2 separate regions of the Arabidopsis thaliana genome follow, and region 1 is linked to region 2. Evidence: chromatin contacts called from public ChIA-PET data. All regions are on one chromosome and are shown on one strand. Each heading gives the region's core, a stretch centred on a gene start, on an enhancer-like site or on the middle of the called end of the contact. The rest is flanking DNA. Distances are from core to core; before and after follow the strand shown.

Region 1 (4,946 bases), core at 1,384-3,883, 39 kb after region 2:
AAGCGGGGGTAACATATTATAGTTCATCTACAAGTTGGATGTGGTCCGATGAAGGAATGAATGAGGAGGCCTGACGTATGTGAAGTTTGTAAAAGGGTTCGCCTTAGCATCAGAGTTGGGACTACTTGCTGGAGAATCCAAAACAGACATGTCAGTCCAACACTTGTCAAAATTAGCTATGCATTGTCTTCCCGAAACCGCCGGCTTGAAACTTGGTTGTACTTCTCTAGCCTCCAGCTTCTTCCAGTTTATCGCCTTGAACCATTTGTGTTTTTTTATCTCCTCTGCTCCGCTCGGTCCACTTCCCAGTCTCCTTTCTGGCTCTTTTTGCAGCAGCTATAAAATTCATTACAAAGTCAGAATCACACTGGTCTAAACCCAATATGCTTCATAGTACACAAAGATTCAAAATAATTCCTCATGTTTGTTTACTTACCCCTTTCAGCAAGGCATGAGCTTCATTAGACAGAAACTGTGGAAGCTTGATCTTGTCCTTAACGATTTTCTGCTGTATCTTTCCTTTGCTCCCGAGAAACGGCGGCTGCAGAAGGTAAAACAAATGGTGTCACAACACAGTTTCAATGATCACCTTAGACATTAGGCTACTATGGAACCAAAAAAAGAAGAAGACATTTTACCTTTCCAGTGAGCATCTCATACAGAAGGATTCCTACACTCCACCAGTCGGCAGCCTTATCATGTCCTTTTCCACGAACAATCTCAGGGGCCATATACTCCGTAGTCCCACACATGGAGTTTGATCTTGTGTTTTCTTCAAATTCTTTTGCTAAACCAAAATCAGTTAACATCACATGGCCATCTACGTCCATGAGTATGTTTTCAGGTTTAAGATCTCTATGCATTATGCCTTTCTCATGGAGATGGGAAACTGCAGAGACGATTTCTGCAGTGTACACACGAGCCAAGTCCTCCCTGTGAAAAACATAACATATGATTTAGTCAAGCCTCGCAGAATTCTGGTGAAACTCCAAAACTAGTTCAAAAGGAATAAAGCCAAACCTGAAAAGCCCTTGGTGATAGAGCTGGAAGAAAAGATGACCTCCGTTTATAAAGTCAAGAACAAGATACAATCTGTATTTGGTCTGCAAGAAGAATGTAAAACACTAAGTTAGGAAGTACTTGAGAAAAACCAATAGGATGCAAACAGAGAGAAGTTGGCTTTTACCTGAAAAGAGTATTTAAGTTGCACAATGAAAGGATGATCGATTTTGGTTAGAATATCGCGCTCGGCTTTCATGTATTCAGCATGATTCTTCTCAACAATTTTATCTTTTCTCATGACCTTCATCGCGTATATCTCAGACGTGTCTTTTTTCCTCACCTGGTACACTTTTCCAAATGCACCTTGTCCCACAACCTTCAATACCTCAAAGTCCTCAATGCCTACTACACCTGAGACCTCCTCTGGAGATTTCTCACTGTCAGTGTCATCATTACCAGAGAATTCATCGTTCTCTTTTATCGATTCACCTTCAACACACTCCACCAAGTCAACTGAGTCCTCAGTTTCTCGTAAAGTGAGCTTGTTCATCTTCAAAGAATGGCTAACAACCAAAGACGGGCCAACCAATGAGTGGGATCGACTGTAGACAACAGCAGGCTCGTCGTAAGCAACATCACAGGCCTCTTCAGAGTTAGCTTCAGGCATTGGTCCAAAGACATCAGAGAATTGAAGCTCAAGGTTATCACCCAAGACAGATTTTGGAGGGCTGATGGATAAAGATAGATGTTTCTGAAACGGCTTCCCAGTCTGGTTTTTGTTTGCAACAGAACACTGAGAAGAAACCATATTTCTAACCAATCGCCAAAAGAATCACAGAGGAAGCTTCACAAGTTCACCAGATGGATGAGGCTCTGCTACCAATAAAGTTAATGAGGAAGAAACTGGGAATAGGCAAACCAATATCTAGGACAAGAAGCTCTTCTTGTTTCCCTATTTTAAGGAAACAGTGGATGCTGCACAAGTGTCCCAATGCCATCAAAGTACTTTAAGCGCTGCAGTTCATAAAATTTCACAAAGATCAGATCACATAATTGACCAAATATAATAAGAGACGGATATGGAATTAAAATAAGCAAGCGAAAAGATTCTTTTTCAATTACCAAAGCTAAAGTCAACAGAATTGAGATTAAGAAAACACGACACCGACCGAATATCCTTTAGATGATCATCCCCTCCCAAATAAAACCCCAAAGCCTTAGAATTCCAAAATTTCACCAGGACACGAGGTCGAAAGAAACCCTCGAGGAAACGAACTCTAATATCTGTAATTAAGACCTAGTCTATATATTAGGGAAAAAGCTGGCGCATAACACAAGCAATTTTCAAACAAATCCAGATATAGAGTAAAACTATGACCTGGACCTAGAAGGTTTCGTGTCGTGTAAATAATTTATATCCAGAAAAAAAAAGAATCTAAACTCTGCGAGAGAAAAGTCAAAGAGAGACAGAGAGAGAGGAATTACCAGAGAATATGCTTGAGGAAGGAGACGAGAAGGAGACGAGACAACTTTAACAGGAAAGAGGGTAATGTGCCAAACCAAAAAAGGAAAAGGTTTTAAGAAGGCGCGTGGCTACATTTTTTATGTCTTCCGAAGCATCGTGGATCATGGGGTGAGGACACGTGTTCGTGTTCTATTGGGAAACCGAACTTCTTCTTTGTTTTAGTGGGCCGGAATTCTTTAAGCCCATTACATTACAAGACGTTCAGACGGACACTAGTTCGGTCCAAAGGCATCACCGTTATCATCTTTTATATTTACACGTTTTCAACGTTCTTTTATATTACATCGTGGGTCAAAAGGTCAAAGTGTTAGCTGCTCTACTTAATCTCAATCAATAACAATCTCATAAAATCAATTATAAATTAAGCGTCTTGGTAACCAAAGTTTTCTTTAATGTTCATGTGTCAGAAGGAAACAACAACCAAAGAAGTAGGAACTACATAAAAATATAGTAAATCTACAAAGTAGTTGTGGACTGGTGAAGGAATGAAGGAGGAGGCCTGACGTAAGTGAAATTGGTAAAAGGGTTGGCCTTAGGATCCGAACTGGGACTGCTCGCCGGAGAATCCAAAACAGACATGTCAGTCCAACACTTGTCAAAATTTGCTATGCATTGCCTTCCCGATACTTCCGGCTTGAAACTTGGCATCACTTCTCTAGCCTCCAGCTTCTTCCAGTTTATTCCCTTGAACCATTTGTGCTGTTTTATCTCCTCTGCTCCGCTCAGTCCACTTCCAAGTCGCCTTTCTGGCTCTTTTTGCAGCAGCTATACATTCATTACAAAGTCAAGAGTCAGAATTGTTCTAAATACAATGCTTCATAGTTCTTAACTGCACAAAGATTTTCATGTTTACTGTTGATTCTGTAATCAAACTGCACCAACATTTACTTACCCCTTTCAGTATTGCATGAGCTTCATTAGACAGAAACTGCGGAAGCTTGATCTTGTCCTTCACAATTTTCTGCTGTATCTTTCCTTTGCTCCCGAGAAACGGTGGCTGCAGAAGGAAAACAAGACATCACACAACAATATACCAAGACATGAGGCTTCAAGCAAATTAACAATAGATAGCGGCTTTTACCTTTCCTGTGAGCATCTCATACAGAAGAATCCCTACGCTCCACCAGTCAGCTGCTTTATCATGTCCTTTTCCTCGAACAATTTCAGGTGCCATATACTCCGTAGTTCCGCACATGGAGTTTGATCTTGTGTTTTCTTCAAATTCCTTTGCTAAACCAAAATCTGTTAGCATCACGTGGCCATCTGTATCCATGAGTATGTTTTCGGGTTTCAGATCTCTGTGCATTATGCCTTTCTCATGGAGATGGGAAACTGCAGAGACGATTTCTGCAGTGTACACTCGAGCCAAGTCCTCTCTGCGAAAGAGTAAAATATAGAACCAATTAAGCTTTACAAAATTCTAGCGAAACTTCAAAAATGGTTCGCAAAAAGGAATTAAACAAACCTGAAAAGCCCTTGGTGATAGAGTTGGAAGAAAAGATGACCTCCGTTTATAAAGTCGAGCACAAGATACAGCCTGTACTTGGTCTGCAAGGGAATGTATAACGCTCTAAGTTAAGAAATAGTAAAGTAAAATAAATAGGATGCTAACAGAGAGAAGTGTTATATATACCTGAAAAGAGTATTTAAGTTGAACAATGAATGGGTGATCAATTTTTGTAAGAATATCGCGCTCAGCTTTCATGTATTCAGCATGGTTCTTCTCCATAATGTGATCTTTCCTCATGACTTTCATAGCGTATATCTCAGAGGTCTCCTTTTTCCTCACCTGGTAGACTTTCCCAAACGCACCTTTCCCAACAACCTTCATAACCTCAAAATCATCTATGCCTACTACACCTGAGACTTTCACCAGATCTCCCTCTAAAGCTTTCTCATTGTCACTGTCGTCATTACCAGAGAAATCATCATTTTCTTTTAAAGATTCACCTTCGAGACACTCCACCAAGTCAATTGAGTCCTCAGTCTCTAGTAAGGTGAGCTTGGTCAGCTTCAAAGAATGACTATCGAGCGAACACGGGCCAACCAAGGAGTGGGATCGACTGTAGACAACAGCAGGCTCGTCGTAAGCAATATCATTGGCCTCTTCGGGGAGTGGACCAAACACATCAGAGAACTCAAGTTCAACATCATCTTTCAAGACAGAATTTGAAGGGCTGATGGATAGATATTGCTGTTTCTGGATTTTGTTGGGGACAGGACGCTGAGAGGAAACCATAATTTACACGGGAAAAATCGATACAGAATCACTGAGAAAGCTGCAAGAGTTCACCAGCCTGGAGAGAGATTCTGTACCGACAGAAGTTAATGAGGAGAAAACTGACTAAAACAAAGGCTGGCAAAAGGCAATCCAATAACAAGGAGAAGAAGCTCTTGTTGTTTCCCGATTTTAAGGAAA
Region 2 (4,511 bases), core at 1,420-3,919:
CTCAACGTACTCTTCTAACTTTTCATTGAAATATCCAGAGCGGTTGCCATTCCAGAAGAAGGTTACATGGCCAAACTTCACAGTCTCACTGTTTCAGTGAAATAAAATTTTAATAGGTTAATAGCTGAGAATTCATTCATTATATGTAACTAACCATCAACGGTATAATCTCATCAAGAAAAAGTGAGCTAGGAGATTTCACTAGTTTTAATCAACAAACAACCCCCAATCATAAATTAGACCTCTACCGAGCAAGTAAAGAAGACTGGATTACTCTTATCACAGTTTCAATTATGAATCCAATTCCAGCAAATAAATAAACCAGGAAGCAGCAATAGAAGAAAATGGCAAAGACAATAACTAAAGATTTGAGAGATTCTAAAAGTTAACCTGCAAGCAAAAGTACGAACGCCATTGTGTGCCAGATATTCACCAGAAGTTCTGTCAATCAATGGTGGAGAAACAAGATAGCGGCTAGGAAGCTTAAGCTCTCCATCATATTGGAGCATTCCTGCATAACGTATATCAGGGACACGTACGCGATCAAACTTGTCGAAATCTTTGTATTCGAGGGCCTTTGCATGCATGACCATTCGATCAGCACGGAAATTGAATGTAACAACTGCGTCACCATCAACAATTGGACCCACAGCCTTTCCATTATCATCAACAATAACAAACGAAGGCAAATACTGGTCATTGGCACCAGGTTCTGCCCTCAGTGTCTTAACTGCTTCAAGAGCGCTTTTAAATTTGTGGGGAGCTTCCCCAAGGACTTGTGCATCCCAACCTCGTTTAACAACACTCCAATCATTCTGCAAGGAAGGAAAGCAAAAATTGGATTCATTTCTAAACTAGACTAGACAAGGCATGACATTCATACAAGATCTCACAAGCATTGCCTACCTCATAACGGTCCATTGTGACATACATTCGACCTCCACCAGATGCAACCTGAGCATCAACACCTTTCGCACGTAAAGCAGCTAGGTCAGCTTCAAGAGTTTCAACAAATCCGACACTAGAACCATCCAAAACATCACGACCATCAGTAAGAATATGGACGCGGATTCTCTTAGCACCACGTTCTGCAAAACCCTTAAGCAGCAACTGCACCAAACAGAACCAAATTAAAGAAAATTAACAAACGCCAACGTTTCAAAAGAAATGTGTAACAGATGAGAATTAAGTACCTGGACTTGATCCAAACGAGAGTGAACTCCACCATCGCTTAGAAGACCAATAAGGTGCACAGTGCCTTTCTCAAAAGATTGAGAGATGTATTTGAAACCTTCATCTTCATAGATTTTCCCTGAAGCAAGGGCGAGATCAACAAGCTTAGCACCTTGAGCGTAAATTCGACCAGCTCCAAGAGCATTGTGGCCAACTTCACTGTTTCCCATGTCGTCTTCGCTGGGGAGACCAACGGCGGTACCATGAGCTTTGATCAACCTCCATGTGTCGGGCTTCCCCTGTGAAGAATAAAATCGAACCGTTGAAGTCCATAATCGGAATCCAGCGAAATCATCGAGGAAAGAAGTGGATATAAACAAAAAAGGAAACATACGTCTTTAAGGGAATCCATGGCAGGAGTTGGAGCTTTATGGATGCAATTGTATTGATCGGGATCAGATTCACCCCATCCATCGAGAACAATCAAACCGATAGTTTTGCCTTTGGGAAGCTTGGGGTGGTCCGCAAGTTTCCAGTTAACGTCGCCGGAGCTACCCATAACTGTGGATTCAGATCCACTCGTCGGTGAGAAATTAAAGGTTTAAGGAACAGATCTGAGAAGCGAGAGAGAGAGAGATAACGGAAGCTTACCAGCGGAGAAACAGAGGAAAGCTTCTCAAAGAGTCTTATGGAGATTCGCAGAGACAGAAGTGGTTATGTGGTGAAGTATGGTAGGTTGAGAGCTATCACTGACATAATATGAGACTTTTATAGAAACATAGAAATGGAAAAGTTAGCGATGACGTGGTACCAATTTAATGGGCTTTACTTTGGGCTCAAGTAAACATTGTGAAGCCCCCAAAAAAATGGAAGGAGACGAATGTTCTAGTTTTAGCTGCTATGAACGAATGTTCTGGATCATGCCGTTTGTAATAGTCATGGTGTGCGCCATGTAAAAAAAATTGTATATACCTTTTTATTTTGGTCAACGTAAAAAATAGCATACAGAAAAGGTCAAACCGGAGTTAACTTAATAGTTTATACGGTATTTGAACCAGAATTTGATCAAAAATGGGTAAGTTTTAGTAACTGGGATTACATTAATTTCTGTTGACAGTAACTTTTTTTTATCTAAATCATTATTTAAACCTTGAGATTGCATTAAATCAAACTGAAATTACACGAAAACCAAACCGAAAACTCATGTAAGAAATTCAGGGTTGTGCACATTTATTTATTCAATATCATCATAATATTAACTGGGAACCTTCAAAAGGTTGGTAGAAGGCTAAAAAACAATTTCTAATGGGCCAAAGACAAAAAGTTGAGTTCCTATATATTGGGCTTAAAAAGCCTGAAACTAGATGAGACGTGGTTCATAGTCAGATAAATGGGCCAAGGATAAGGAAAGACAAAAACAAAAGTAGAAAAGAATCATACAGTATACATATATGGGAAATATACAGAGAGAGATACAGATAACACAATAAGAGGTAGACGGACAACTGTTACGGCGAAATTGAATGCCGCAATGTATCAATATGATTGGTCGAAAAGGAAAGTAAAAAAAACAAACAAAATATTAAATTTTTGTTAATGTGTAAAGGGAGAAAAAATCAGATGAACAGGCTGTATCATTTTTTTTTTTGTGAACAAATGGGACTGACGACAACACTCTTCTTCTCCTTTTTGTCCTTTTGGCTCTCTCCTTCTCTCCTTTCTCTCTCTCTCTCTTTTCCACCGGCGACCATTCATTCTCTCTCCTCCTCCTCCTCCTCCTCCTCCTCAGCTTCCTCCATTGCTCCTTAACCCTCATTCCTCGATTTGTTCTTCTCTTCACCATTTCCCCTTTTTACCCTTTTTCTACTCAGACGTGACGGCGACTTTTTATTCCTGTGTCTCCCACCTTTGACTCGCCCTGGGGGGATTTTTTTTTGCTCCAGAGGCGAAAGAAACAAAAAAAAGCAATGGGGTTTCTCCGTTGTCTCCAGCTGCTGCTGCTTCTGTTTCTATCTCTTCGTCTACAAAAGCTCTCTGCTCAATCTTCTTCACCCAATGCTTCTTCTTCTTCTTCACTCGATGCTCTTCTTCAAGATTACTCTTTTAGAGCCTTGCTTCGTCCTCGTACCGGCATTCTCTACGAGGCTACTACTGTTCCTTCCAATTTGACTGGGATCAAACTCGCTGCTATGAGACTCAGAAGCGGAAGCTTTAGAAAACGTGGAGTCACTCCTTTTAATGAGTTCTCAATTCCCAGCGGCGTTATCGTCAAGCCGTATGTGACAAGGCTTGTTTTGGTTTATCAAAACCTAGCTAATTTCTCTCACTTGTATTACCCTTTGTCTGGTTATGATTATGTCGCTCCTGTCTTGGGTCTTCTCGCTTACGATGCTAAGAATCTCTCTGCGCTTAATTTGCCTCAGCTTGATTTAAGGGTGTCTAATGATCCTATCAGAATCGATTTCTCTGATCTGGAACGAATCCCGCAAGGGTCTAGTGCTAAGTGTGTTAGATTCGATTCTAAAGGTGAAGCGAGTTTCAGCGATTCGATTCAGCCTGGAAACACATGCGAGACTGAGCATCAGGGACATTTCTCTGTGGTGGTGAAATCTGTGGCTTCTGCTCCGAGTCTAGCTCCTCCTGGGATTGAGAGTAAGAAGAAGAAGAAGAGCTCTGATTCCAATTCCAAGACTTGGATCATTGTTGGGTCGGTGGTTGGTGGATTGATACTGTTGGGGCTTTTACTGTTTCTGGTTTTGAGATGTCGAAATTACAAGAAGCAAGAGAAAATGAGGGAGATGGAGAGAGCTGGAGAGACAGGGGAAGCTCTGAGGATGACTCAGGTTGGTGAAACAAGAGCACCAACTGCTACTACGACTCGTACACAACCAATGCTTGAAACCGAATACGCAGCTTAGGATACTTTTGTGTACATCATCATCATCATCACATCTTCTTGATCATCTGTTACTGTCTTTTTCTTTTTTTCTTCTACAATTATTCTTCTTTTGGTAAAGTGTTTCTTTTTCTGATTATTTTTTCTTTGTGGTAAGCAAGTTGATACTTCCACATTCATCTTGTTTCTCTGCTGGTGATAAGGAAATAAGTAATATTGTTTTCTTCTTGTGCTCTCAAATTAACAAACTTTGGTGGTCTCTCCATGAGAATGAAAAGAGTTGGATTGTTTCTGGAGTGCACTCACTTTGTTTTCTTCTAACTACTTTTGCTGTAAAGCTTTGCCCTTTTTGTAATAATTTCAACATCTTTTTGTCTGAGAAGCAGACAGTTGAAGAAGATGTATATCATCCTATCATCCATACTCAACTTTGTTACATTGA

Evidence for each region. ChIA-PET counts read pairs in DNA pulled down with a chosen protein or histone mark.
Region 1: a contact with region 2 is called in an H3K4me3 ChIA-PET map of shoot, with 13 read pairs. The contact joins the promoter of S6K2 here to the promoter of AT3G08600 in region 2. A contact is called at or near these places in 2 of 26 Hi-C or Micro-C datasets (callus and rosette leaf) and 1 of 2 datasets of contacts at active chromatin or transcription factors (shoot).

The regions. Positions count from the first base shown.
Region 1 is chr3:2,648,598-2,653,543 of TAIR10.1, forward strand. It overlaps S6K2 (serine/threonine protein kinase 2), which reads right to left and starts at 2,634. Exons shown (of 6, transcript NM_180212.2): 1 at 2,125-2,634; 2 at 1,187-2,016; 3 at 1,021-1,103; 4 at 639-933; 5 at 437-541; 6 at 1-336. The coding sequence starts at 1,810. The coding sequence ends at 28. PK1 (protein-serine kinase 1) reads right to left here. Exons shown (of 6, transcript NM_111707.4): 2 at 4,161-4,946; 3 at 3,993-4,075; 4 at 3,609-3,903; 5 at 3,420-3,524; 6 at 2,724-3,292. The coding sequence starts at 4,766. The coding sequence ends at 2,984.
Region 2 is chr3:2,609,506-2,614,016 of TAIR10.1, forward strand. It overlaps AT3G08600 (transmembrane protein, putative (DUF1191)), which reads left to right and starts at 2,670. Exons shown (of 1, transcript NM_111694.4): 1 at 2,670-4,511. The coding sequence starts at 3,141. The coding sequence ends at 4,091. iPGAM2 (Phosphoglycerate mutase, 2,3-bisphosphoglycerate-independent) reads right to left here and starts at 2,050. Exons shown (of 9, transcript NM_111693.3): 1 at 1,825-2,050; 2 at 1,568-1,734; 3 at 1,194-1,472; 4 at 907-1,110; 5 at 391-815; 6 at 1-88. The coding sequence starts at 1,732.